Linked DNA regions of Sus scrofa: region 2 is linked to region 1. A link is a contact called in public HiChIP or PLAC-seq data. All regions are on one chromosome and are shown on one strand. Each heading gives the region's core, a stretch centred on a gene start, on an enhancer-like site or on the middle of the called end of the contact. The rest is flanking DNA. Distances are from core to core; before and after follow the strand shown. Region 1 holds the start of UBE2D2 (ubiquitin-conjugating enzyme E2 D2). Region 2 holds the start of CXXC5 (CXXC-type zinc finger protein 5).

Region 1 (7,919 bases), core at 3,818-6,317:
TTTATTAAATTAATGACGGCTGTTTAAATTACATTTAAATAGTAACCTACGAAGTTCCCTTGTGGCACAAGTTCAATCCCAGGCCCAGGAACTTCCACATGCCACAGTGCAGCCAAAAAAAAAAAAAATTTTTTTTTAGTAACCCAGAAGAGCCAAACGGAGTTTCCCAATTCAACGAACCCTTGCAAAGCAAAGAATCATTTTCTAAAGGAAAAAAAAAATCTTCCCAGAGATTTGAAGAAGCTTATCTTTTTTTTTTCTTCCGCTTTTTAGGGCCACACCCCTGGCATATAGAGGTTCCCAGGCTAGGGGTGGAATCAGAGCTACAGGTGCCGGCTGAGGCCACAGCCACAGCAACTCGGGATCCAAGCTGAGTCTGCAACCTACACCATTATTCACAGAAACACCAGATCCTTAACCCACTGTGCGAGGCCAGGGATCAAACCCACAACCTCATGGTTCCTACTCAGATTCATTTCCACTGTGCCACGACAGGAACTCCTAGTACAGTATTTTAAAGTAATCTTTTTAAAAAAATAGTTCTGTTAACAATGTTACAACTCCTTTCCCATACCCTTAAAAATCATCCTTTGGTAACTTCCAATCTAAGACATTAAAGAAAGGATGTAGTCTACAAAAAGAGGATTCATAACATGAAACAGATCGTAATGAAGGTAAATGTAAGATATAAACTTCTACCATGGGATCAATGCAGCTACTAAAATGGCTTTCTCTACGACCTAACCACACAAAAACTCACCAAAGAATTAGAAGTTTCCAAAAAACTACTTAATCATGCCCATCTACATAAAGCAATACCTTAAAACACTTAAAACAGAGAGGGTATGGTTTAAGTGATTTAATCCTTACACTGCTGTTTATTTGCTGAAACATTTAAAAGACAGAAGGTATGGCTTAAATGATTTAATCCTTACACTCCTGGTTATTTGCTGAACCTCAATCTTTTGTTATTTTTAATTCATGTATTAAACAGGCCTACCAATCTACCAAAAAAAGTGCAGCAGTGTCTTTGGTGTTGTTTTTAACTTGAATCGGCTGCCAAAAATCTGGATTTGTGACTTTCCAAAAAAAAAAAAAAAGAAGATCTGGCAACTTTGGGCACAGATCCTGGCAAGAGTAACATTTGGAGGGAGCTGAATAGCTGAATAACAGCTGCCCCCTTCTAACAGCACATGCAGTATCTAGGTCCCTCCAATTCTCCTTGCTCACTTTGGTTACCTGCCTGGTCTTTAGAGTCATCAGAGTTTGAAATACTTATTTTACTGGAAAATTAATTGATTGACTGGTCTTTTCAGGGGTCTTAAGAATCTATAATCACAGAAATACAATAAAGCAAGTGATGGTCCTAACACCAAAGCTATGTACACCAAACATGAACCGGAACTAGCAGGACACCATTAAAATGTACACGGCACTGTTATGGTTAAGAGCTTTTAGTATCCTAACTTTGCTCTGTCTTCGACTCCTCAAAGAATCATGATATTCGTTACTCTTCCTCAAAATAAAGAAATGAACCCTATATTTCAATATCCTGGCACTCTAAGAGCAACAAAAAGGCTCCTGCATCTGTATAACAAAAGTAAAGAAGAAAAACAGGAAGCAAAAAAGGTCTCTGATCAGTCAAATAGACCACAGTTCACAGAACACATGAAGCCCTCTTCACTCAGAGCCTACTGGATCTTATTTTAGACATAATTTTAATAAGCTCAGTGATCTGGTTTCCCTGCCCACAATAGATGAGAGGCAGCCAACTGTAAAAGGGCTGGGGGTGGTGCTGCTAGAGGCAGACACTCAAAGCATCAAAACCAAAGCTAAAGACCTATAATGTCAGCAGAAAACCTCAAAACTTAGTAGGCTGGGGCCATTTGGTGTAGATACAATCCCCAAAAGCCTCCATCCCTGCATAGAACTATAATGAATTTTCTATATACTCTGTTAAAACATAGCACAGCTGACCTTAAAGTACATATGAAAATAAAACCCATCAAAGCTTTTTCCAAAAAAGTCATGACATTTAGGAGTTCCCTTATGGCACAGCAGGTTAAGGATCTGGCATTGTCACTGCAGCGGCCTGCGTCACTATGCCCCAGGTTTGATCCCTAGCCTAGAAACGTCCACATGCTGTGGGCACAGCCCAACACCCGACCCCCATACAAAAAAAAAAAAGTCATGGCATTTAAAGGACAGTCAGATTCACAGAACACTACTTCTCTTGGTCAAAGATACTGAATTCTTAAAGATGCCACATTTCAAAAATATTTGTTCTTGGTAAAAATTTTATTAGAACCCAGATGCAGTAGTCCATGATATTTGAAGTGGAGGTAATTAAGCAGAACTATTTTTTCAGAGAATTCTACCTGGGAAGGTTCAAGGCCAAGACCAAGTATATAAGCCAAGTCTGTCTTGTGGGGATTCCATCACAGACACATTACCAGGGCTGAGGGTAACAAAGGACTGGTCTTATCCACACATAGGTTAAGTCTATAAATTCCATTTAAAATTCATGCTATACAAACAGTTTGGGAAGTCCTCTTGTGGTGCAGCAGGTTAATTTCTGTTTTCACAATCTTATTGACTAGTATGTATACCAAAAAAAAATTTTATTTTTTTCTAATCCATGGTAGTCTCAGAAGTTGAGTCATACTTTGGAGGAGCGTTCTAGGTTATAAACTAGGTGAAAAAACGTTAATACTAAATTTTAAAAGTTCAAATTACTGTCTGCACTTAATTTTCTTATTAAAATTTTAACAAGGTCACCTTTTCGAGAAAAATCTAGAGAATATGTGGTATCTCAAAAGAAGTATTACTGGAGGCAAGGACATGAGAAGATTAAGATGCCATGTTTTGAGTGCTATTTCCTTCTCTGAAAAAACCTTCATAACATATATATCAATCAGAGTAGAGATTCAAGGCTACATTTCTTGATCTGTAGACTATCACACGTCATACGCACTCCTCTTCAATCTTTTACAGGTATAACCTCAAGTTGAGAACTTCTCAATTAGTCTTTAGGAACCTATTAACTCTTTAAAGCCTTAAAAATGCATATACAGTATTTACTTGGATCACCTGTCCTCAGTGTGCTCCTGGTCCCTTAAATGGTTAAGAGATCGTTGCTTAAGGTTCAAGCTTGTTTTAACGAATAACCCACTTCATTTTAGTACAAGTACTCTGTCTAAAGTCTGCCCTTTTTCACTTGATAAAAATCAAAGTCCAGAGAAATTGGTGAGGATCTAACCTAATTTACAGAAACCACTGGGATTAATTCCACATTAATGGGTTTTGATCAAGAATGAAGTGAGGATCAACGGCTGAGCTGTGTTTAAATTGTCCAAATCTGCATTTTCACTGAGTTTAAGGCAAGATGAAAATTGGTTCTCTTCCTCTTGCAACTCCATCCCATCCTTCAGGATGGATAATCCCAGGATCTACTTCTTACTGCTAGAGGTTTAATACAGCTTCTCCAAGTAAACAAGTGAAACACCAAACAAAAAGCGCTTTTCCACTTCTAAGGGGGGTGGGGGGGAATGACAGTGAGAGTTACCAGCAGGTTACAATATTAGAGAGAAAGGGGAAAAAATCCTAAACTTTAAGCCAAGCACAGAAGCACTGTTACTCTGGAAGCAGGATTAGGAAAACCTCTGTTAAGACACCTAAACGAATAACTCGTCACCTTAAAGGGCAAATAAATACTTTCTATGGGAAAAATCTAGCAAAATCCCTTCTACATTAAAAGGCTCTCCCCGAACATATCACCTAATTTAAGCGTTAAAAACCACCTTGCGAAGAGACTATAACAGCAACCTTTGTGTCATTTTCTCCAGCGGTTTCCAACGTTCAGGTTTCTACCTCTTCTCTTCACAATTTAACAGCTTTCCTGTTAAATCCATTCCAGCCGACGGAAGTGGTAGTTTCTACATTTACATTTGGTAACCTCAAGGAATTAAAAACGCTTCTCCCTCGACTTCCCTCCTCCTTCATAAAAATCACGTTACTTTCCTTCTGAACTTCCTACTCTAAGTGTCTGGACGAGCAGAGTGGACGTGAAGAGTGCGGCCGCTAAAAGGCAAGTGAACTCAAAAAATACTTGTGGATCGGACAAAAAGGCTTCCTCAGTCCGCCTGAGACACGGGCTCCAAGCTCAGGCGGTTCTGCGGAGGTGGGGGTACGAGGTGCCGGGCAGGGAAGGGGCATGGAGCCCTTTCGACCTCCGTCGACGGGGCCGCCCAACGCCCCAGTCCCAGCACCCGCTCTCGGCACAGCCGGACAATGGCCCTCTAGCACAGCAGTCCCAGGCCGGGAAGAGGCCCTGGGACTCCACAGCACGCGAGGCCTAGAAAGAAGGCCAGGAAGGAACGCTGAGCCGGCGAGCATACCTCCGGCCTAAGCGTGGTCAGCGCGCCGGGGCCTCCGCCGGCGCCATCACTGGGAGTGGGGTAGGAAGGCCGCCCGGCAGGGCCATCGCCGGCAGCCGGGTCCGAAGAGGCCGCGAGCCCAGCGGAGACGACGGCGGGAAGTGCAGGCCGCAGCCTGCTCAGCTGGCAGGCCCAGCGGCCCGAACCCACAGCCGACCTCTGGCCGCTTACCTTGTGGATTCTCTTCAGAGCCATCGTGGGAGGCGGGTGGCGGCGGCCCCCGGGGTGGGGACGGGGGCAGGGGAGGGACGGGGAAGGGGCGAGGGGTGCGAGGCCGCCTCGGTGACCGCGGGCCGGCCGGAGAAGATGGGGAGCTCCGAAGCGCGGGTCCGGCGGGACAGACTTAGGGCCGGGGCCCACTCGGCTCCTGAGCCTGCCGCAGCGGTCACCGCATCACCCGGCGGCGGCCCCTTTATGCGCTGCCGCCCGAGCCGCCGCCGCCGCCGCCGCCGCCACCACCACCGCCGCCGCCGCCGCCGTAGCTGCCTCTGCCTCCCAGGCTCAGCGCCGCCTCCTCAGCAGCCGCGGATCCCTCCGCCGGGAAGCAAGAGCCCAGCCTCGGGCTCGGCCGGCGCCTCCCGGTCGGACAGCCAGAGGGACTGCCTGCCGCAGGTGGACCGAGGGACGCGCGGGCGGGTGGCGCCGCCGGGGTGGGGCCGCAGGAGTGCGGGGTGGGCCCAGGCCGAGGGGCAGGTCGGGAGAGCGGGGATTGGCGGGCCTGGGAAGGGAGGGCCGGGCCGCGCCGGCGGCGGAGGGATACGGGCCGCCCCTCTGAGTGTCTTACGTGCTGCCGCCGCCGCCGCCGCCACGGCCGCCGAGAGGATGACGCCGCGACGCCGGGAGAAGATCTCGCGAGATTTGTGCCGGGGTCGTGGAGGCTCGTTCGACGGCCGAGGCTCGTAGCCCGCGACCCTGAGTCCTTTGCCTCTGGTTCCCTCTTAGATATGTTATCTGAGATCAATAAGCTTTTTAAAGGCGAATGTATTCTAGGTCTCCTGGCCGTCCACATAGCGGAGGCTGACCCAGGAAGAGCCTTTAGGTCCATTACAACTTTCCAGAAGGAGGAAAGGACTTGTCCAAGGTCACACAGCTCCACGGTGGCGAAGCTGGGAGTTCCCTGAAGCCAAGAGTCTCGTGAATTCTCTCTCTGGTAGCTGCGTGGTAACATCCTGGGCACCTGCAGGAGTGTGGTTCTTCAACCATGCCACAGGCAGCCCTGAGATGGTCTTTGTAAGGAAGACATGGGTGACAACTTGAATGTCTCTCAGCCACTGGCTTGTCAGCCCTAGGAGAGGTGCTCTGCTTGGTGAATTGTTATGGCAATATACCAGTTACCTCAGAAAAAAACTTGCACAGTGTGTGCTCCAGTAATTAAAAACCAACCTTGTTGTCAAGTGGGAGGGGAAATGGGGGAGGGATGGAGTGAGAGTTTGTGGTTAGCAGATGCAAACTATTACTTAGACGATGGATAAACAATAAGGTTCCGAGCTCCCATTGTGGCGCACCGGGTGAAGAACGCGACTGCAGCGGCTGGGGTTGCTGGGGAAGAGCCGTTCTATCCCCAGCCCAGCACGGTGAGTTAAAGGGTCCCGCCTCACCGCAGCTGCTGTTAGGTTGCGGCTACGGCTCACATTCAATCCTGGCCTGGGAACTTCCATATGCCCTGGATGTAGCCATTAAAAGAAAGTAAAGAAAATTAAAAAAGGCCCTTCTCTAAAGCACAGGGAACTATATGTAGTATCCTGTGATGCACCCAAGCGGTAAAGAATATGAAAAAGAATGTACATACGTGTAACTGAATCACTGTCGTACAGCAGAAATTAACATGTTATAAATCAACTATACTCAAAAAACAAAAACCTGGTGTTTAGAACACCATCAGAAGCAAACTTAGAAAAACTATTCTGGGGATGTTTTTAGGAGGGATGGAAACGGAAAGCAAGTTCACTGTGTATTGGGTGTGGAGCCCTGCACCAGGACCAGCAAACTATAAGGCTCACTGCTTTTAAAGGGCCTGTGGTGGGAGGTGCTTTTTATCTGGCTGGAGACACATGGAAGAACAGTAAGGAATATTTTCCTGGGAGGTCATGTTTTTTTCCTGGGAGGTCATGCCCACATTCTCAAGTTCTCCTCAAGATTTTCTGATTAAATCTGTGTTCTTTCCTCTGTCTGAAAGGGGCCTTGAATATCATTGATTCTAACTCTTGAACTGAGAGAGGAGAAACTGGAGCGCCCCTAAGGAGAGGATCTGGCCAAAAGGCACACAAAAGGCCAGCAGCATAACTTGTACTGCCTTGTATCCTAAGTAGAGGCTGGCCCAACTGGGCGGGGCCACACTGGACTCCTGAGCTGAAGGAAGGAAAAGCTGTATCCAGTTGCCCCGGGGGGTTATGTTTTGGGTTGGAGGTGAAGAAAAATATACCACAGTCCCAAATCTTTCCTTCCTAAGAAGTGTGATGGAAAAGGTATAAAAAGGCCTGTTGCAAAGTTCCTGTTGTGGCTCAGTGGTAATGAACCCGACTAGTATCCATGAGGACATGGGTTCAATCCCTGGCCTTGCTCAGTGGGTTAAAGATCCGGCACTGCCGTGAGCTGTGTAGGTGGGAGACACAGCTCAGATCTGGTGTTGTGGCTGAGATATAGGCCGTCAGCTGCAGTTCTGATTTGACCCCTAGCCCGGGAACTTCCCAAAAAAAGACGGGGGGGAAAAAAAAAAAAAAAAGCCTGTTGGTCAGATTTAAAAAAATTTTTTTTCAGCAATAATTTTCTTGGGAATTCCGGTTGTGGCACAGTGGAAACGAATCTGACTGGTATCCATGAGGGTGCAGTTTCGATCCCTGGCCTTGATCAGTGGGTCAAGGATCTAGCGTTGTTGTGAGCTGTGATGTAGGTCACAGACGTGGCTCGGATCTGGCGTTGCTGTGGCTGTGGTGTAGTCCGGCAGCTAAAGCTCCAATTCGACCCCTAGCCCCTGGCAATGTCTATGTGCTGCGAGTGTGGCCCTAAAAAGCAAAAAAGAAAAAAATTTTTTGTATTAAAAAGCAATATGTATTTGTTGCAAGAGATACAGATAAGCAAAAGGCAGGAAATAAAACTCAACTATACTCCTATCATTCAACAATTTTTTTTTTTTTTTTTTTTTTTACTTTTTAGGGCCACACCCGAAGCATATGGAAGTTCCCAGGCTGGGGTCCAATGGGAACTGCCTTGGATGCCATCCTACACCACAGCCACAGCAACTCGGGATCTGAGCCGGGTTTGCCACCTATTCCACAGCTCACAGCAACGCCAGATCCTTTAACCCACTGATTGAAGCCAGGGGTGGAACCTGTGTCCTCATGGATACTAGTCAGATTGGTTTCCCCTGAGCCAGGACAGTTACTCCCCTAGATAACCAAGTTTAAACATTTTCTTTTTTCCAGTATAAGTACTGTCTAATAAAGCATTTAAAGTGCACCTTTTTTGGGCTATATCTTACAATTC
Region 2 (7,919 bases), core at 3,776-6,275, 83 kb before region 1:
CCCTTCCCCAGCACGGGGATACTGAGGCTGGTCCAAAAAAGGTCAGCAGAGCCCTGGCCTACTGTCCCCTAGGGCTGCAGCTGGCACCCCAGAGGTGCCAGGAACTAACCAGCCCCCACCCCCAGAGTCCCCAGTGCTGGCGGAAGGGGGGCTAGATCCTCTCCCTCCCTCCCAGGCCCTGTAAGCCCAGAGGGAGGCCAGCATCAGAGGCAGGAAATGAAGAAGAATTTGCGATCTAATTGAGCTGGCGGGGGATTAGGCGGCAGAATGCAATTACAGGGGCTGGAGTAGAGCCAGGGGCACTGACACCCCGGGATGTGGCCTAGCCCAGGTGACTGGGCCTAGCCAGTCTCTGGTGAGACACCCTACTGGGGGCGGGGGGTGGGTGGATGGGGTGGGGGGTGACAGGTAGGCACGGAGGAGAGGGGCCAGACGGCGCTTCAGCACATACAGGACTGCAGGGTTCCAGCTCCATGCAACACCCAGAAGCAAGAAGTTTTCCTGAGACTTCTCCCCCAGGGAACAGGCCTGTGGACTCTCCCATAGGGTGCAGGCAGAGAGGAACACACGCCCTCACAGGCGCCACTCACGCATGTACACACGTGTGTGCATGCTCCCAGCAAAGCCCCACAGACGCCTTCGGCCGCATGGGGACAGACTCCCAACCTGCAGACACACAGCTCTGGCCCTCTGCTGCCAATGGCTCCACCAAAGGGGGACAAAGTACAAAACAAAACAAAAAAATACACCCATGACCTTAAAATCCTTTTATTCCCGTAATCACAGGCTGCCATCGCCGTGGATACGCGCTGTCACCCCGGCCCCAGCCTGTCTCCCTCCACGGCTTCCAAAACTCCCAGCAGGCAGGCAGACGGGGAGGCTGCCCAGTTTCTGCCGGGGAGGGCAGGGAAGGGAAGGGCCCGGTGGGAGAGGATCAACGCTACACACACTCACACACTCGGCCTCCACCGGGGAGAGAGAGAGACTCTGAAAGAGACTTGCAGACAGAGACACAGAAAAAGAAAGGAACACAGCCACCAGCCCTCAAAGACAGAGACCCCTGCCCGCACAGCTCAGATAGGCCCACTTCCAGAGTCATAAGCTTATATAAAACACACAGACACCCACAAATCATCAACACACCCTCTCCAAAATTCTAAGCACACACAACGCAGAATACACACATTCCTAGACTGAGAGACAAATCCAGCTTTCAGACATATACGCTCAGGATCACAAACACACATGTAGACACACGCAACTCCTAGATCCACAGACACACATGTCCTGACTCACAAATACACACATGCGCAGACTCCCACTCCCTAGGATAGACACACACACTCAACACACAGACGCACAGATACGCAGGTCTTGAGTCATTGGCACACACACCGCCCAGATGCCCACATCCCAAACCCACAGAATAGACCCGCACAGCCAGCCACATCTAGCAGCTGACACTGCCCTGGGCTTTAGAGGGCAGGTGGAATGGTTGGAGATGCCTGGGTCTCTGAGGGGGCAGTCCTTTCTCAGTGCCCGCAGCCTGGGAGGTGGGTTCAGAGTTGGGGGGAATAAAGGGAGAAGTAAGAGAATACAAAAAAAAAAAAAAAAACTTGAGTGGGATATTCTTGTTGGGCAGTAGCGCGTGAGTAACCGGGGAGGCTTTTTGTGGTCTGGTGAGTTCCAGCTATGAGTGAGAGTTTAACTATTAATACACTTAATCAAGGACACTCCACACACACACACACACACACACACACACACAACCATCGCATACACAGGCTAGGACAGGATCAGGGGGTGGGGGTAAGAAAGGGAGAGCCCCAGAAAAAAAAATGGGAAAGCCCCATTCAGGGCCCCAGGGGGTGGAGACAGAGGGCGGAGCTTCTACCCTGGGCCTGCCTCCAAAGCAGGAACAGAGTCAGCGATTGGTGCCGGCACCCCCAGTAGGGTGGGGCTTGACACACAGTAGGGGCTCAATAAATACACACTGGGCCGAGGAATAAGGGAATTAGACATAAAGACGGGGCAATAATAATGCCAACGGGAAGGTCCGCCCCATTCTTGGCGCGTTAAAGCAGGCTTCAAAGCACAGTGCTGGGGGAGCTCGTCCAGACTTCAGGGTCCAGACAGGCGCTCTAGGAGAGTAGGCCCGGGTCTGGCTCATGGGGATCCTGCCATGCCCCCACCTTATCCCGCACCCTGGAAAGTCAGTGGACCTCAGGCCAGCCCACACGCCTTCCTCCCAGAGAGGGCCCCCACTTCCATTCCACTCTTCCCTAAACAGGTGGAGCGCTAAAGAAGGTATCTGACTCCCAGAGACTTGGTCCTCGAGCGAGATGCCAGCCTGCCTCTCACACCCCTATGAGCCTCAGTTTCACACTTGGCAAGTGGGTCGAAGGTAGGCAGAAAGCTTGAAAGAGCCAGAAAGCGGTGGGGGTCACAGTGGGAACCCAGAGAACACAGGCCTGAGCTGGCCTGGGCCCTGGATGCAGAAGGCTCCCCTCCCCTCCCCTCCCCCCACCCAGCCCAGCCCTGCCGGGTGGACATTCCAGGCCTCACGTGATAAAGACGAGGCCGCTGGCCCACGGGTAAGTCAACAGGCTCTGTCGGGGAGAGATAGGAGGCCCTGGCCAGGGTCACCTGCTGAGCGGGGGGGGGGGGGGGGCGGCAGCCGGGCCCAAATACACACATAAATAAGGCACCAAAGGACAGCCAGTCAGCCGAGGGTCTGCCTTCGGCGGCGGAGGAACCTCTGCCCCCACCCAGGAAAGGGAGGTGGCACGGGAGAGGGAGGGGCAAGCCCAGCTCCTGCCCTCCTGGTAGCGCGGGGCTCCTACCGGGGTTGGAGGGGGGCTTCCACCAGGATCCCCAGGACCCACTGAGCGCTCAGAGGCCAACCTCCCTCAGCTGTTCCCACCCCTTCCCAGGGCAAAAATCATCTCCTCCCCAAGGAGAGAGGACAATTTCCGTTCTGAGAAGGGGGTGAGTTCTGGGAAGGGGGTGACAGCTGCAGAGCGGGCCACTCCCCCCCCCCGCAGCTCTTACTTGAGCCTCATCCAGGGAAACTGCTAAATCAACACTACGAAGTAGTAGGTAGCGCGGGCCTCAGTCGCCTCGAATCGCTCTCCAAAGGGCTGTGGAGGAGGAGGCTTCGGGGCGCAGCTCCCGGGTTTCCTCGGTTGGCACCCAAGCTACGGGGGTCCTTCGGGAGCGGGATCAGGGCGCGTTCGGGCCACCCCCTAAGGACGTCTCATTTAAACGCTCTCAGCTGCAGGGACAGCCACCCCCCCCCCGCCCGCCCGCCCCCGCGAGCCGGGGCAGCTGAGGTGGCGCCGGGCGTTCAAATAGCGCTCCAAACAAGTCCGCAGCCACCGCGCACGCAGCCCCCGCCAGGCGGCCCCAGCGGAAAACTTGAAAGGGACTCTGTTTGCCGGTCGCCCTGGGGCGGCTCCGGCGGGGCGAGGGCCGAACGACCGCACACGCCCCCTCCCCAGTGCTTCCTGCGCCAACGCGGGGAGGGGACGGCGGGCCCGCCACAAAACCCAGGGCTCGGAACAGCGCCCGCGGCGCAGGGAGGCGGAGGGCCAGAGGCTGCCTCGCCGGGGCCGCCCCCCCCACCCCCGCCCCAGCCCCTTCCATCCCAAGAAGCGACTCTCAGACCACCCAGGGTCGAGGGGGGCCAAGGAGGGTGCGGCTGCCAACCCTTCAGCACCCCCCCCCGTCGCAGGAGACAAGGGGAGGGCACGAGTCTTTCCGGATGGGTCCCTACAGAACCCCCAAATCTGCGGCTGCCTCCTCGCAGCCCGTGGCACCAGCCCAACTCCGCGCACCTTTTCCGATTCCTAAAGCGGGGGGGGGGGGGTAGCAAAAAGCGAACCTAGTCCCTCCTTGAGCGCTTCGGCTCTCCTGACAGGTCCCAGGGGCAGCCCCCCATTTAAAAACCGGGGTCACTCACTTTCTGTTGATCCTACAAATAAACAAAGCCTGACGCACCCCGCGCTCCCCGCCGGGAAGCAGCCCATTCCGGGCGAGGACAACTTCCCCCGGCAAGAAAATTAACACATTCTTCCCGAGGCGGTGCAGCCCCTCGCTCCGGGGAAGCAAAGGGGAGGGGGGGCTGGGGCCCAAACTTCACGGGTAAATTTGGAGCCAGAGCAGCGAGGCAGGCGCCTGGGACACCCGCCTCCCACAGCTCCGCAGCGAGAGGAACACCCCCAGTCTCCCACCCTGGCTTTGCCTGCTGTTTGGCCACGCGGGGCTCGAGAGCCAGCCTGAAAGACTCCCCAGGGCTGGGGAGGATGGGAGAACGAGGCCGCGGGGAGCAGCGGTGGTGGGGGGTGATCCTTTAACGGAAAAAGAAGGTCAAACTTGATCAGCCCGCCAGGCACCCCGCGGGCAGCGGGGGCGAGGAGCCGGAGGGGAAATGTAGAAGTGGCCACCGCCCCCTCAAGTGGAGGGGGAGACTCAGCCACGCGTGGTCCAGGGCATTAAGAGCAGTTACCGTCGCCCCCCAAACACCAGGCTGCGAATGGGGCATGGTGGGGGGAGTGCGCGCCGGAGAGCTCCAATCAGCCGCCCCCGCAGGCGGAGCGCCCGCCCAACACCGAGAGGTGAGGACCCGGGCTCCCGCCGCCCCTGAGCCCTCAGGCTCGAGGACCTGGGGAGGGGACAGGAGCCCCAGCCCCAATCCATGGCGCCCAAGCCGCCGTCCCCGACCCTAAAACCCCTCTTTTTGTCTGAACTCAGTGATCTGCGACCGAGCTGACTGCGGCTTGGGGAGGCTGGAGTATAGCAGAGGCCACCGAGCGATCCCCGGAGCTCGGGCTCCCAGCCGCCGGGGCTCCCGGGCTCAGGCCACCGGCACCCCCTGCCCCACCCAAACCCGGACCCCTCCTTCCCCGTCCCTGGCTCTCCGCACCTGAACTTCGGGGGAGCCCGCGCCGCCAAACTTTCCGCCGACTTGCAGCGAACTCCGGCCCCGGCCGCGCACCGGGCCCCGGGGAGGAGAGGGAGGTAGGCGGGGAAGGGGAGGGGGCCGGCCTCCGGGGGGTCGGGGGAGGGCCGTGGCCCGACACCTACCGGCTCTCAGAGTCGTCCAAGCCGCCACCGCCGCCGCCGCCGCCGCCGCCGCCGCGAGGCCGAGGGGGAGGGGCGGGGCGGAGAGCTGCGCTCCTCTCTGGGCACAGCCGCCGCGGTGCGCTCCGCTCCAGCCGCGCCGCCCGCCGTGCCCGGGGCCGGAGCCGGAGTCACGCCGCCGCGGCTGGCCGGAGGCGGGGAGGGGGGGGGAGCCTGCAGCACCTGCCCCTCCTCCCCCTCCCCGCGGCCCAAATTAAAAAACAACAAAAAGCAACTAATCACCCCCGAGCGCAGCGCGGCGCGGCTGGCGGAGGGCGCAGCGTGAGGCGCCCGGACTCAGCAGGCGGCGCGCATGGCTGGGCGCGGGCTGGGCAGGGCTGGGACGCGGGGCCCGGCTTCGGGGAACAAGGTCCTGCCGCTCTTCTCGCTCGGCTCCGGCGCCTGCTCTCGCCGCCGCCGCCGCCTCTGCTGCCGCCAGTGCCGCCGCCTCTACATCCCCGCTCAGGCTCCGCCGCCTCTGCCGCCGCCGCCGCCGCCGCCGCCGCGCGCCCGCCGGGGCAGGAGCTCTGAACGCTGCCCGGGGGCTGCCGGCAAAACCCGGACCGGACTCGACGCTCCCTCCCTCCCGACGCAGCCCTGGCCACTTGGACGCCGCAGGCTCTGAGGCTGGAGCTGCAGCCACTGCGCCTCCAGCTCTCCGCGCCCTGACCTGGTCGGCCCTGGCTCAGCTCCCCGGCGCGCCCCGTCTTCACCTCTTTCTCCGCAACTTTACAAAAATAAATAAATAAATACATAAGAGGACCTCTCTCGTTTTGTGAGGAGGGCATGCGCTCGGCGACGCACCTGACGAGGAAATCCGCCGCCCCTCTGTCCCCTCTGTTCGGCCGGCCGCCAAGCTGCAAGGACCGGTGCTGAGGGTTTGGCCGCGCCCCGCGGCTCAGCGGCGCGTAGGGTCGGGAACTCCTAGCCGAGCACTCTCGGAATTAGACGCGTGTTGAAGGACTCCTCCCTTCCCAGGGCGCTTTCCCGAACTCGGTGGGCTCTAGTTCTCCGGGAGAAAGGGAGCCGAGGTTCCTGTCCCCATTTCACAGATGAGGAAACCGAGCCGAGGAAGGGCATTTTGTTTCCTGTGCCGGCGCCACCCCAAGCCCTGAGTCCTGGAGCTAAAGCGACTGCATTGTGGCCCTGAGACGGGACCGCGAAGTGTAAACTCAGCCTGAGACAGTGCCTAGCACAGAGCATTGCTCGACAGACAGATACCGGCTGAAAGAGAACAAAAGCCCAGTGGGTACAGATTTGGGCCCGCATATCCTGAGCACCACTCGGTGCCCCTCCATCTGCCCAGCTTGGGCTAATCCTAAGGCTGCAGATGTCCTCTTCTCATCTCTTCAGTGACCCATAGAGCCAGCCCCAGGCCCACTCATATAATCCCGAACTGCCGATAGTGCCAGCGTGGAACGTTTCCTTCCCTTCTGTGGAATTCGTGGGGGTGGGTTTGTCTTCCTCTGCTAGCAGAGACAACACAGCCCCCGACCAACCGGAGACCCTAGTGGAAGAGGGGGAGGACCGTGCGGGAAGTCTGCCTGGGGATACACCTGATAACAGGGAGTTTGCTGCAGAGACCTGGGTGCCACAGGAGTCGCCTCTGTGAAAGAAGCGAAACAAGCTGCCACCTCTCTGCTTCCTCTCCTCTGGGTGGCCTGCCTGGGGGGTGGAGGGCCTGAGGCCTGTGTCTCCCAGGAGCAGCCCCTGGTGCCCACCTTCCGAGCCATCTAAAGGTGGCTTTTGGGACCTTGACCCAGCCAGGGGATAAGGTTGTGAGGCAGGTGTCAGATGGCTCCCCTGACCTCCCAGGCCACAGGGAGCGAGCCTCTCGTGGACACTCTGCTCCTTCCACAAATGCCGAGAAGGGTCCTCCCCTCACTGTGTGCCCAGGAATGGCTCCCTAGGGGAGGCCCCGAGGAGCCTCTCCTTCTCCTCACCAGCAGCCTTCCTCAGCGCCACCCCAAATAGACATACCATGCGAGTGAAGCAAGGTACCTGCTCTGGGAACACAGTTTTAAGACAAACACCTCCAGGCTATCGGCCTCAAACTGCTTAAAGGCAGATATTCTGGGGCCCAGCCCAAGTGTCAGGGACTGTGTTGGGCACTGACCATATGGGGAAAAGGAGACAGGATCCCAGGCCTAGAAGCTCCAGGATCTCCAAACTCTTGGCCAGCCACCATCTGCTTTTTCTGGGGAAGCTGAGGCCCAGACTGTGACCTGTCCCCCAGGAGTCAGTAGCAGGCCTCAGCAGATTGGGCCCCAAGAGATGAAACAGACCTGCAGGGCTGCTGAAGCCTAGGGCGAAGGCAGGATCAGGCCCTGCACCCTGAAAAAAAGCTTCATGCTGAGATCCATGGGGGGTGTGTGTATGTGTGTGTGTGTGTGGTGTGTGTGATTTCTCCCCCCCAGGGAATTACAAGTCCACATTTTCCTCCCAGACCTCTGCCCACCTCCCCAGGTCAGAGGGCAAAGGCCAAGGTTCTGCAGGCGGCCATGGACATGAGTCAGGGGATCCCAGGGGCGACGTTCTCAGGGAAGGGGTGTTGACAGGCGCCTGGCCCGGGTTGGAGGGCAGCTCTTGGAGTCTTCGGCTTCTCCTGGAATTCAGAAGTGGAAAGAGACCCGGATCCTCACGCCACTCCAGGTCAGAACCACAGAGGAGAGTGGCAGAACTGTCCACACGGAAAATGCAGTAGAACAGGAAATGTCCTGCAAATCATCCACACGGAACTCTCCACCACAACAAGGAGAGAAGGGGAGACACCCAGGAAGCATTAGGCGGGAGATCTC

The links. HiChIP or PLAC-seq counts read pairs in DNA pulled down with a chosen protein or histone mark.
Region 2: a contact with region 1 is called in an H3K27ac HiChIP or PLAC-seq map of skeletal muscle. The contact joins the promoter of CXXC5 here to the promoter of UBE2D2 in region 1. A contact is called at or near these places in 3 of 47 Hi-C or Micro-C datasets (epiblast stem cells, fetal liver and heart right ventricle) and 1 of 2 datasets of contacts at active chromatin or transcription factors (skeletal muscle).

What each region holds. Positions count from the first base shown.
Region 1 is chr2:141,395,085-141,403,003 of Sscrofa11.1, reverse strand. It overlaps UBE2D2 (ubiquitin-conjugating enzyme E2 D2), which reads right to left and starts at 5,067. Exons shown (of 7, transcript XM_005661722.3): 1 at 4,608-5,067.
Region 2 is chr2:141,478,098-141,486,016 of Sscrofa11.1, reverse strand. CXXC5 (CXXC-type zinc finger protein 5) reads right to left here and starts at 5,025. Exons shown (of 5, transcript XM_021084872.1): 1 at 4,925-5,025.